2 separate regions of the Podarcis muralis genome follow, and region 1 is linked to region 2. A link is a contact called in public Hi-C data. All regions are on one chromosome and are shown on one strand. Each heading gives the region's core, a stretch centred on a gene start, on an enhancer-like site or on the middle of the called end of the contact. The rest is flanking DNA. Distances are from core to core; before and after follow the strand shown. Region 1 holds the start of SIN3B (SIN3 transcription regulator family member B). Region 2 holds the start of SIRT6 (sirtuin 6).

What was found. Hi-C and Micro-C count contacts between places; a contact is called where the count stands out from the background.
Region 1: a contact with region 2 is called in a Hi-C map of tail, with 2.6 times the contacts expected there. The contact joins the promoter of SIN3B here to the promoter of SIRT6 in region 2. A contact is called at or near these places in 2 of 3 Hi-C or Micro-C datasets (blood and tail).

Annotation. Positions count from the first base shown.
Region 1 is chr18:13,213,763-13,218,273 of rPodMur119.hap1.1, reverse strand. It overlaps SIN3B (SIN3 transcription regulator family member B), which reads right to left and starts at 2,104. Exons shown (of 19, transcript XM_028713443.2): 1 at 1,949-2,104. The coding sequence starts at 2,068.
Region 2 is chr18:12,934,041-12,938,256 of rPodMur119.hap1.1, reverse strand. It overlaps SIRT6 (sirtuin 6), which reads right to left and starts at 1,584. Exons shown (of 8, transcript XM_028713770.2): 1 at 1,443-1,584. The coding sequence starts at 1,508.

The DNA.
Region 1 (4,511 bases), core at 855-3,354, 280 kb before region 2:
TTATTATTATTATTATTATTATTATTCCCACAGGTCTCGGGGAGGATCACAGAATAAAATCAGGCTAGGAAACCACAAAATACATAATCAGAATAAAAATAACAGCCGCCTTTGGCAATCTCACCCACCCTTGAACCCCAATACGTCCTGACTATATGCAGTTTCGGCTTGGGGCCCGACCCCCCCCCCCAGAACGCAACTCCCCACATAAATTATAGGTTTGCTGCATATGTTTAACAGCAACAACCACAATATGTCCCCATCAGCTGTTTCAAACACCGAATTCTCCCTACGGGACTGAATTGAAATAATTCCATGGACGCAGGGACGCAACATTTAGCCATATCTAATTAAAGGTGCCCCCCCCCTTTTTTTAAACTACTTGAAAGCTGAATTTCCAAGTGGTATTGCAGGAAGCTTCGCCAATGAGTGCCTTTTAATGCGGGTATATACATAATTTGGGTTGCATCCCAAACGACTTAATACTCAAGAGTCGCACCGTTGAAATGAATGGGCATAACTTGCTTGGTCCCATTAATTTTAGGGGGGGGGGTCCTACCTCGAGTAGAACATTGGATGCAAACCAATGTAGAGGAACTTGGGGGGCGGCAAAGAAAGGAGGGCTGCATTATCCATATTGCAGAGCAACAGGAGAGGGCTGGGAAGCAAGGAGAAAGCGAGAGGCGAGTTCGAAGGCTTCGCAAGAGTTGTGGGTTCGAGGCCTGAGTTTGGCAAAAGGTTTCCTGCGTTGCAGTGGGTTGGGCTGGATGACCCTCTGGGGTCCTTTGCAAATTTACCATTCTGTGATTCTAAACACACCCACACATTTACCTACCGAAAAGGGACTGGGGTGCATTAGGGAAGCTTTCAATGTCTGATGCTTTACCGATGTTTCAATGTTTTGTAATTTGCTCGAAGCCGCCCAGAGAGGCCAAGGCAACCCAGTCAGATGGGCGGTGTATAGTAATAACAATTATTATTATTAGGGGGTGGAAACGAAAAACTGGAGAGGAGGAAGTTTTAGGGTGGGGGGTGTTTCCATACAGCAATATAATGCAAAGGAAATGGAAGGGGGTTGTTTGGGGGGGGGAAAGCAAAGGGGCTTTTTGCAAGGAAGTCTGCAATGGACTTGCAATGCGTGCAGCTATTTATTATTATTATTATTATTATTATTATTATTATTATTATTAGATGGAAAGAAAAAACAGGAGGGGGAAGTATTAGGCTGAGGTGTTTACAACAATATAATAACGCAAAGGATATGGAGGGGGTGTTTGGGGAAGAAAGTAAAGGGGCTTTGGCAAGGAAGTCTGCAATGGGGGATGGTCTATTGCATGCAGCTATTATTGATCATAACAATAATAATAATCACAATATACTCAATTGGATGGGGTCATCTAAGGCATGCAGCTATTAATAATAATGGGCTCAATGGGGTGGGGAGCTCATCTAATGCATGCATCCAGGAATAATAAGAAGAAGCAGCAGACACTCAGGGCAGGCAACCCTGTAAACCCACAACCTAAAAATCACAAAATCGATTAAAAACAAAAAGAAGAAAAGCCAAGGTACGTGCCGGTTCTCCAGACCTCTTTGCAAACTTCTCCCTGCATGGAGAAGAGAGTGCCAGAAACTCATCCTTATTCCCCCCCCCTCTTGCAAAGGAGGAGAGCTCAGGAAACCTTCCCTTTTTCCTGGGGGGGGGGGGCATTTTGGTGTTCAGGTCTTTCCCTGCCAATGCAGCCTTCCTTTTTTTGGGGGGGGGGTGTCTTTTCCCTAGCCAGAGCTGCAGGAGGGCAGAGGGGGGGTGGGGGTGTCTCTGTGGCTATTCAGCCCCCCCTTGCAGGAAAGGGGGACCCCCAAGAGGGAGACCCCACCCCATATCGGGGGGTGTTCAAGGCCCCACTCCTCTGTCTTTGGGGGGGTGGCCCGCTCCCCCCGGACTTACGTGGACGGGGAGCTTCTCCGAGGCGGGGGGCGCCGCTCCCCCCATCCTGCCCCCCATCCTGGGCCCGCCGCTGCTGCTGCTGCTGCTCCCCCGGCCGCCGCCGCCGCCCCCCGCCGCCATGTTGGCGCGGCTCCGCCTCCCCACAGCCCCGCGGCCGCGCGCACGCTCCGGAGCCCGGCCGCGCGCTCGCGTCACCACGCAGCAGCGCGTCGCGAAATGTCTTGAGGGTAGGCGGGGAAAGGAAAGCAGGCGGAACCTTTCTGGCGAGGGGAGAGGGAGGAGGCCGGAAGGGAAAAGGGACCGGACCAAAACAAAGAAAGACCGGATGGGAGGGAGGAGGGGGAAGCCGGAAGGAGGGGGGAAAGGGGAGAGAAGAGGGAGAGGGCTAGAGCGGCCCGGGCGGAGAGGAGCAGTAGAGAGGGGAGGAGGGAGTGGGAAGAGAGGTGGAGACGGAAGGAGTGGGAGATAAGAAAAGGGAAGAGGAACACACGCACGCAGACACAATCAGAGGTTTACAGTCATGGGTTCTGGGTAGGGAAAGGGCCGTAAGAGACGATAGAGGTAGGAAACTGTAGAAGGGCCTCAGGGGTAGGAAAGGGGTAGAGCGCTGTGGCCCTTCTGCCCCTTTCCCACCTCTGAAACCCCTCTACCCTTTTCTAGCTCTATTGCTCCTCTACCCTTTCCTACCTCTCAGGCCCCTCTACACTTTTCATAGCTCTGAGGCCCCTCTACCCCTATTCTGCCCCCAAGACCCCTCTACATTTTCACAGCTCTGTGGTCCCCTCTTCCCCCTATTCTGCCCCTGAGACCCCTCTACTTTTCATAGCTCTGTGGTCCTCCCTTCCCCCTAATCTGCCCCCCGAGGCCCCTCTACCCCTTTCCTAGCTCTGTGGCTCCTCTGCCCCCCCCCCACGAGGCCCCTCTACCCTTCTCCTAGCTCTATGGCCACTCTGCCCCCTCCCGAAGCCCCTCTACCTTTCTCCTAGCTCTATGGCAACTCTGCCCCCCCCCCGAGGCCCTTCACCTAGTTCTATGGCCACTCTGCCCCCCCCCGAGGCCCTTCTACCCTTCACCTAGCTCTATGGCCACTCTGCTCCCTCCCCCCGAGGCCCCTCTACCCTTCTCCTAGCTCTATGGCCACTCTGCCCCCCCCCCCGAGGCCCTTCTACCCTTCACCTAGCTCTATGGCCACTCTGCCCCCCCCTCCGAGGCCCTTCTAGGCTTCACCTAGCTCTATGGCCACTCTGCCCCCCCCCAGGCCCCTCTACCCTTCACCTAGCTCTATGGCCACTCGCCACTCTGCGCCCCCCCCCCGAGGCCCCTCTAAATTTCACCTAGCTCTATGGCCACTCGCCACTCTGCCCCCCCCAGGCCCCTCTACCCTTCTCCTAGCTCTATGGCTACTCTGCCCCCCCCCCGAGGCCCCTCTACGCGTCTCATAGCTCTATGGCCACTCTGCCCCCCGCCGAGGCCCCTCTACCCTTATCCTAACTCTATGGCTACTCTGCCCCCCCCCCGAGGCCCCTCTACACGTCTTCTAGCTCTATGGCCACTCTGCCCCCCCCCGAGGCCCCTCTACGCGTCTCCTAGCTCTATGGCCACTCCGCCCCCCCCCGAGGCCCTTCTAGGCTTCACCTAGCTTTATGGCCACTCTGCCCCCCCCAGGCCCCTCTACCCTTCACCTAGCTCTATGGCCACTCGCCACTCTGCCCCCCCCCCCCCCGAGGCCCCTCTACCTTTCACCTAGCTCTATGGCCACTCTGCCCCCCCCCAGGCCCCTCTACGCGTCTCATAGCTCTATGGCCACTCTGCCCCCCCGCCGAGGCCCCTCTACCCTTATCCTAACTCTATGGCCACTCTGCCCCCCCCAGGCCCCTCTACGCGTCTCCTAGCTCTATGGCCACTCCGCCCCACCCGAGGCCCCTCTACACTTATCCTAGCTCTATGGCCAATCTGCCGCCCCCCCCCCCGAGGCCCTTCTAGCCTTCACCTAGCTCTATGGCCACTCTGCCCCCCGCCGAGGCCCCTCTACCCTTCACCTAGCTCTATGGCCACTCGCCACTCTGCCCCCCCCCCCGAGGCCCCTCTACACGTCTCCTAGCTCTATGGCCACTCCGCCCCCCCCCCGAGGCCCCTCTACCCTTATCCTAGCTCTATGGCCTCTCTGCCCCTCCCCCGAGGCCCCTCTAAGAGTCTCCTAGCTCTATGGCCACTCTGCCCCCCCCCAGCCCCTCTACCCTTATCCTAGCTCTATGGCCAATCTGCCACACCCCCCCCCCCGAGGCCCTTCTAGCCTTCACCTAGCTCTATGGCCACTCTGCCCCCCGCCGAGGCCCCTCTACCCTTCACCTAGCTCTATGGCCACTCCCCACTCTGCCCCCCCCCCCGAGGCCCCTCTACCCTTCACCTAGCTCTATGGCCACTCGCCACTCCGCCCCCCCCCAGGCCCCTCTACCCTTCTCCTAGCTCTATGGCCACTCTGCCCCCCCCCCCGAGGCCCCTCTACCCGTCTCCTAGCTCTATGGCCACTCTGCCCCCCCCCGAGGCCCCTCTACGCGTCTCC
Region 2 (4,216 bases), core at 335-2,834:
TAGCGGCTTAGCGGCTTTAAGAAAAAGGAAAAAACCTCACAAGAACTCGCAAGACATTTCGTCTTGCGAAGCAAGCCCATAGGGAAAACCCTTTCGTCTAGCGAGTTTTTCGTCCTGTGAGGCATTCGTCTTGCAGGGCACCACTGTATTTTAATATTCTGTTGGGAGGTGCCCAGGGTGGCTGGCCATACCCAGCCACATGGGCAGGGTAAAGGGACCCCTGACCATTAGGTCCAGTCGTGGCTGACTCTGGGGTTGCGGCGTTCATCTCGCTTTACTGGCCGAGGGAGCCGGCGTACAGCTTCCGGGTCATGTGCCCAGCATGACTAAACCGCTTCTGGCGAACCAGAGCAGCGCACGGAAACGCCGTTTACCTTCCCGACGGAGTGGTACCTATTGATCTACTTGCACTTTGAGGCGCTTTCATACTGCTAGGTGGGCAGGAGCAGGGACCGAGCAACGGGAGATCACCCAGTCGCAGGGATTTGAACCGCCGACCTTCTGATCGGCAAGTCAGGGTCAGAGAGGGGAATAAAGGAAAATGACTCTACCAATATCAGATATATAGTATTCTGCCTTAATACCCTACAATAATGTAAACTGTGCCTTGGAGAATGTATCATTTACTGCTGTACCTAAACGTATCATTTTTGCTGTATCTTATTCATTGACTTTAACAATGTATCTTTACTAAAATGTATTTTTCCTCAATAAGCTGTTCCATGCTGTTCTTTTCTGAATGTATCCAAAAATAAATAAATAAATAAATGGAAACCAAAAAAACAAAACAAAAAAAAGATAAATGGAACGAAACGAGTGAATTTAATAAAAATAAAACAAACGGAAATAAAAATGAAACGAAACAAACGGGAGTGAAAACAAAAAGAACGAAAGGAAACAAAGGAACGGACGGAAATAAAAATAAAATACATGGAAATTAAAAACAAAAAGAATGAATGAAATGAATGAATGAATGAATGACTTATGAAATGAAACACAGTAAAGCAAAACAGACTGGAAATATAAATGAATAAAATAATAAATATAAATAAAATAAAATAAATAAATAAAAATAAAATAAATAAAATAAAAATAATAAAAATAAATAAATAAATAAAATAATAAAATATAAATAAATAAATAAATAAAATAATAAAATAATAAAAACTGTGAGCTGAGCGAAGGAAACATAACATTAAAACCAGGAGGCGGGAGGGGGAGGGGGAGGGAATCCCCAACATCCGGGTCCTTCGCGTTCCATCCTCCACATCCGGGTCTTCCCCCCCCTCGGCCTCCACATCCGGGTCCTTCCCGGGCCTTTTTCCCCCTCAGGCGCCCTCCTCGCCCCTCCCCCCCCGCGCAGAGTCCAATGGGGGAGGGAGGGGGGAGTCTCGGTATCCATGGCAACCCTTCCCCACCCACCCCGTCCCCCCTCCGCTCACCTCCGGGAGGCCGCACTTGCCCTTGTCCGAGTACGGCGACAGCCCCGCCGCGTAGTTCGCCGACATCCCGACTGTTCCCCCTTCCCCTCTGCCAATAAAGTTTCGCCGCCGCTTGTTGAGGAGCTTCCGGTAACGACGGCGCCGGAAGGGGCGTTGCCGAAAAGGAGCCGGACAGAAAGCCTCCTTCTGCGCACGCGCGATTTTATCCGAGTCGTCGTCTCCATGCTCGTTTCGGGAGGAGGAGGCCGGCGGCGCCATCTTGGTTCCTGGCAGATGGAGCCGCTTCCTGGTTTAGCGCCGGCGCCATCTAGCGGGCGGCATCGTAGCTGCACCGTTTGTTTCTTGCAGAGCTGTCCAAATGCTATTTATTCTGTTACGTTGTGAGATATATTTTGGGTGGTTTTTTTTTTAAATTCTGCAACATGCTCTTTTTTTAAAAAAAAATTAATAAATTTTATAAATTAATAAATAATTTTTATTGAATGATTTTATGTTACAAAAAACAATACAGCCGTACTACCACTAAATATAATTAAGAAATAAAAATTACATACATCAATATTTAGTTTGTTATTTGTTATTTACCGTCTTATTTCCTCCGAAACATTGCATACAACAACACACATATGTGCGGACACCCACACACCCACAGAAAATGATAATAATGAAAGTTAATATTTCACCCCCTTTTATCTTCCAAAATCTTTTCTTCATCTATGACTTCCTGTCAAGTCCCTTTGCATATATTTTATCTTACATTTGAATTCTGCAACATGTTCGCTTCTGTTTTACATGCCACGTGGGTGACTTTTGTTTTTGAATCAACAGCATGATGCATGTCATTGATTGCTAAATCGTATTATGTAGTGTTATTAATTGATCCATCGTTATAATCCCCGCAATTAAAAAGCAGAATTAGTCGCCGTAAACATGAATCAGAATTAAGTAACAGGCAGCAAAGATGCAATGGAAGATGTCAATTGCATATATACACAGAAGCATTGTACACAGGTCAATACATTCGCAGGGTTTTAAGATTGCTTGTAATTTTGTTATGGATGGATAATAATGATAATAAAATTTTATTTATATCCCGCCCTCCCTAGCCGGAGGCGGGCTCAGAGCGGCTAACAACAGTAAAAATAACACAGCTTAATAAAATCACATTTTAAATAGATTTTTAAAATAGGTTTTAAATTTAATAATGGACGTGCACTATGTCAATAAATAATAGAGCCATGGAAGGGACTAGAGGGGTGTCAATTTGCATTGTTTTATTTATATTTGTGTTTGGAAAATTAATAAAATGTTGTTACAAAAAAAAAGAGATGTTCAAATACCTTCATGTCTCAGAACCCTGTGTTACCTGAAAGCTGACAACCCTGCCTTTTAAAAACCCTAATTGTTTCCCCTTCCCGACCCCCTCTTAATTCCTTTTTAACGGAGCGACGAGGCTGCTCCTAAGCTCCTGCTTAGGCTGGGATGGTAACCTTACCTGTTACAGGTGGTAACTCAATTCCGCTGGCAGGAGAGGCCGTTCCCCGGGATCCGCCGCTCATTGGTGGGGACGGCATCCAGCTGCTGCGAAAAGGGACCCTGATATGTCGAAACTCCTTTTCAGCCAGGCTCCTGTAAGGAGATCCCTCTGGTCTTGTTTTCCTCCCTTTCCCCCTGTCTCTCGCCTTCGTGGAAGGAGCACAAGGCGCTTGCAAAGTCATCGTACGAAGGGGGAAACTGAGGCAAAGGGCCGCCCCACCAGGAGACCACCTACCGTAAGTTTTGCAAAAGGAAATGGGAGAGGAAAAAGGGATCCTGGAGAGGGATCAGGCCAAAGAGCCATCTATCTCAGCATCCTCTCTGTGCAGAGGTCCGCCTTTAGGGGGAAATTCGCACCCAACTCTCTCCTCCAGCAACTGGTACCCAGAAGCATTTTCTGCCACCCAACAGCAGAGGGGGAAACATAAAATCGAAGACAGTCTTTTCCTTCTCTGGGAATTTGAAGCCGTTGGACACGGTTGCGTCTTGTGGCAATGAGTTCCGTGGTTTACCCAAGGACGCCTTTTTCGTTGGAGGGGATGGAATAGGACGTCCCTATTTTCACGGGAGAAACGTTGGAGGGGATGGAATAGGACGTCCCTATTTTCACGGGAGAAACGTTGGAGGGGATGGAATAGGACGTCCCTATTTTCAGGGGAGAAACGTTGGAGGGGATGGAATAGGACGCCCCTATTTTCAGGGGAGAAACGTTGGAGGGGATGGAACAGGACGTCCCTATTTTCAGGGGAGAAACGTTGGAGGGGATGGAATAGGACGCCCCTATTTTCATCTGAGAAATGTTGGAGGATATGTTCCCTAACCTGAATCTTCTCTATCGTATCTCCTCTGCTTTTTTTGTAAATTACTCATAGCATCATAGAATAGTCGGGTTGGAAGCGACCCTGGGGGTCATTTAGTCCAACCCCCTGCAATGCAGGAATCTTTTGCCCCACACAGGACTCGAACCCACGACCCTCGGATGAAGCATCCCGCCCTCTACTGGCTGAGCTACCCAATGTTCGTTTTGTGACCTTTGCTAATAGGAGTTGTTGCAGACGCTCAATCGCTTCGGTTGCATTTCCAGCTCTGCAAGATTCTTCTTAGAGCTTGGCTTACTCTCAGAAGCTATAGGGAATTCCCAGCTCCCTCTTGGCTGTTGCGTTACCCCATGTGGAGCTGAGTTCCCCTGGATAAACCAATCAGCTTGCAAAGCAGTGCAGAGTTCGTCTCTGTCCCCC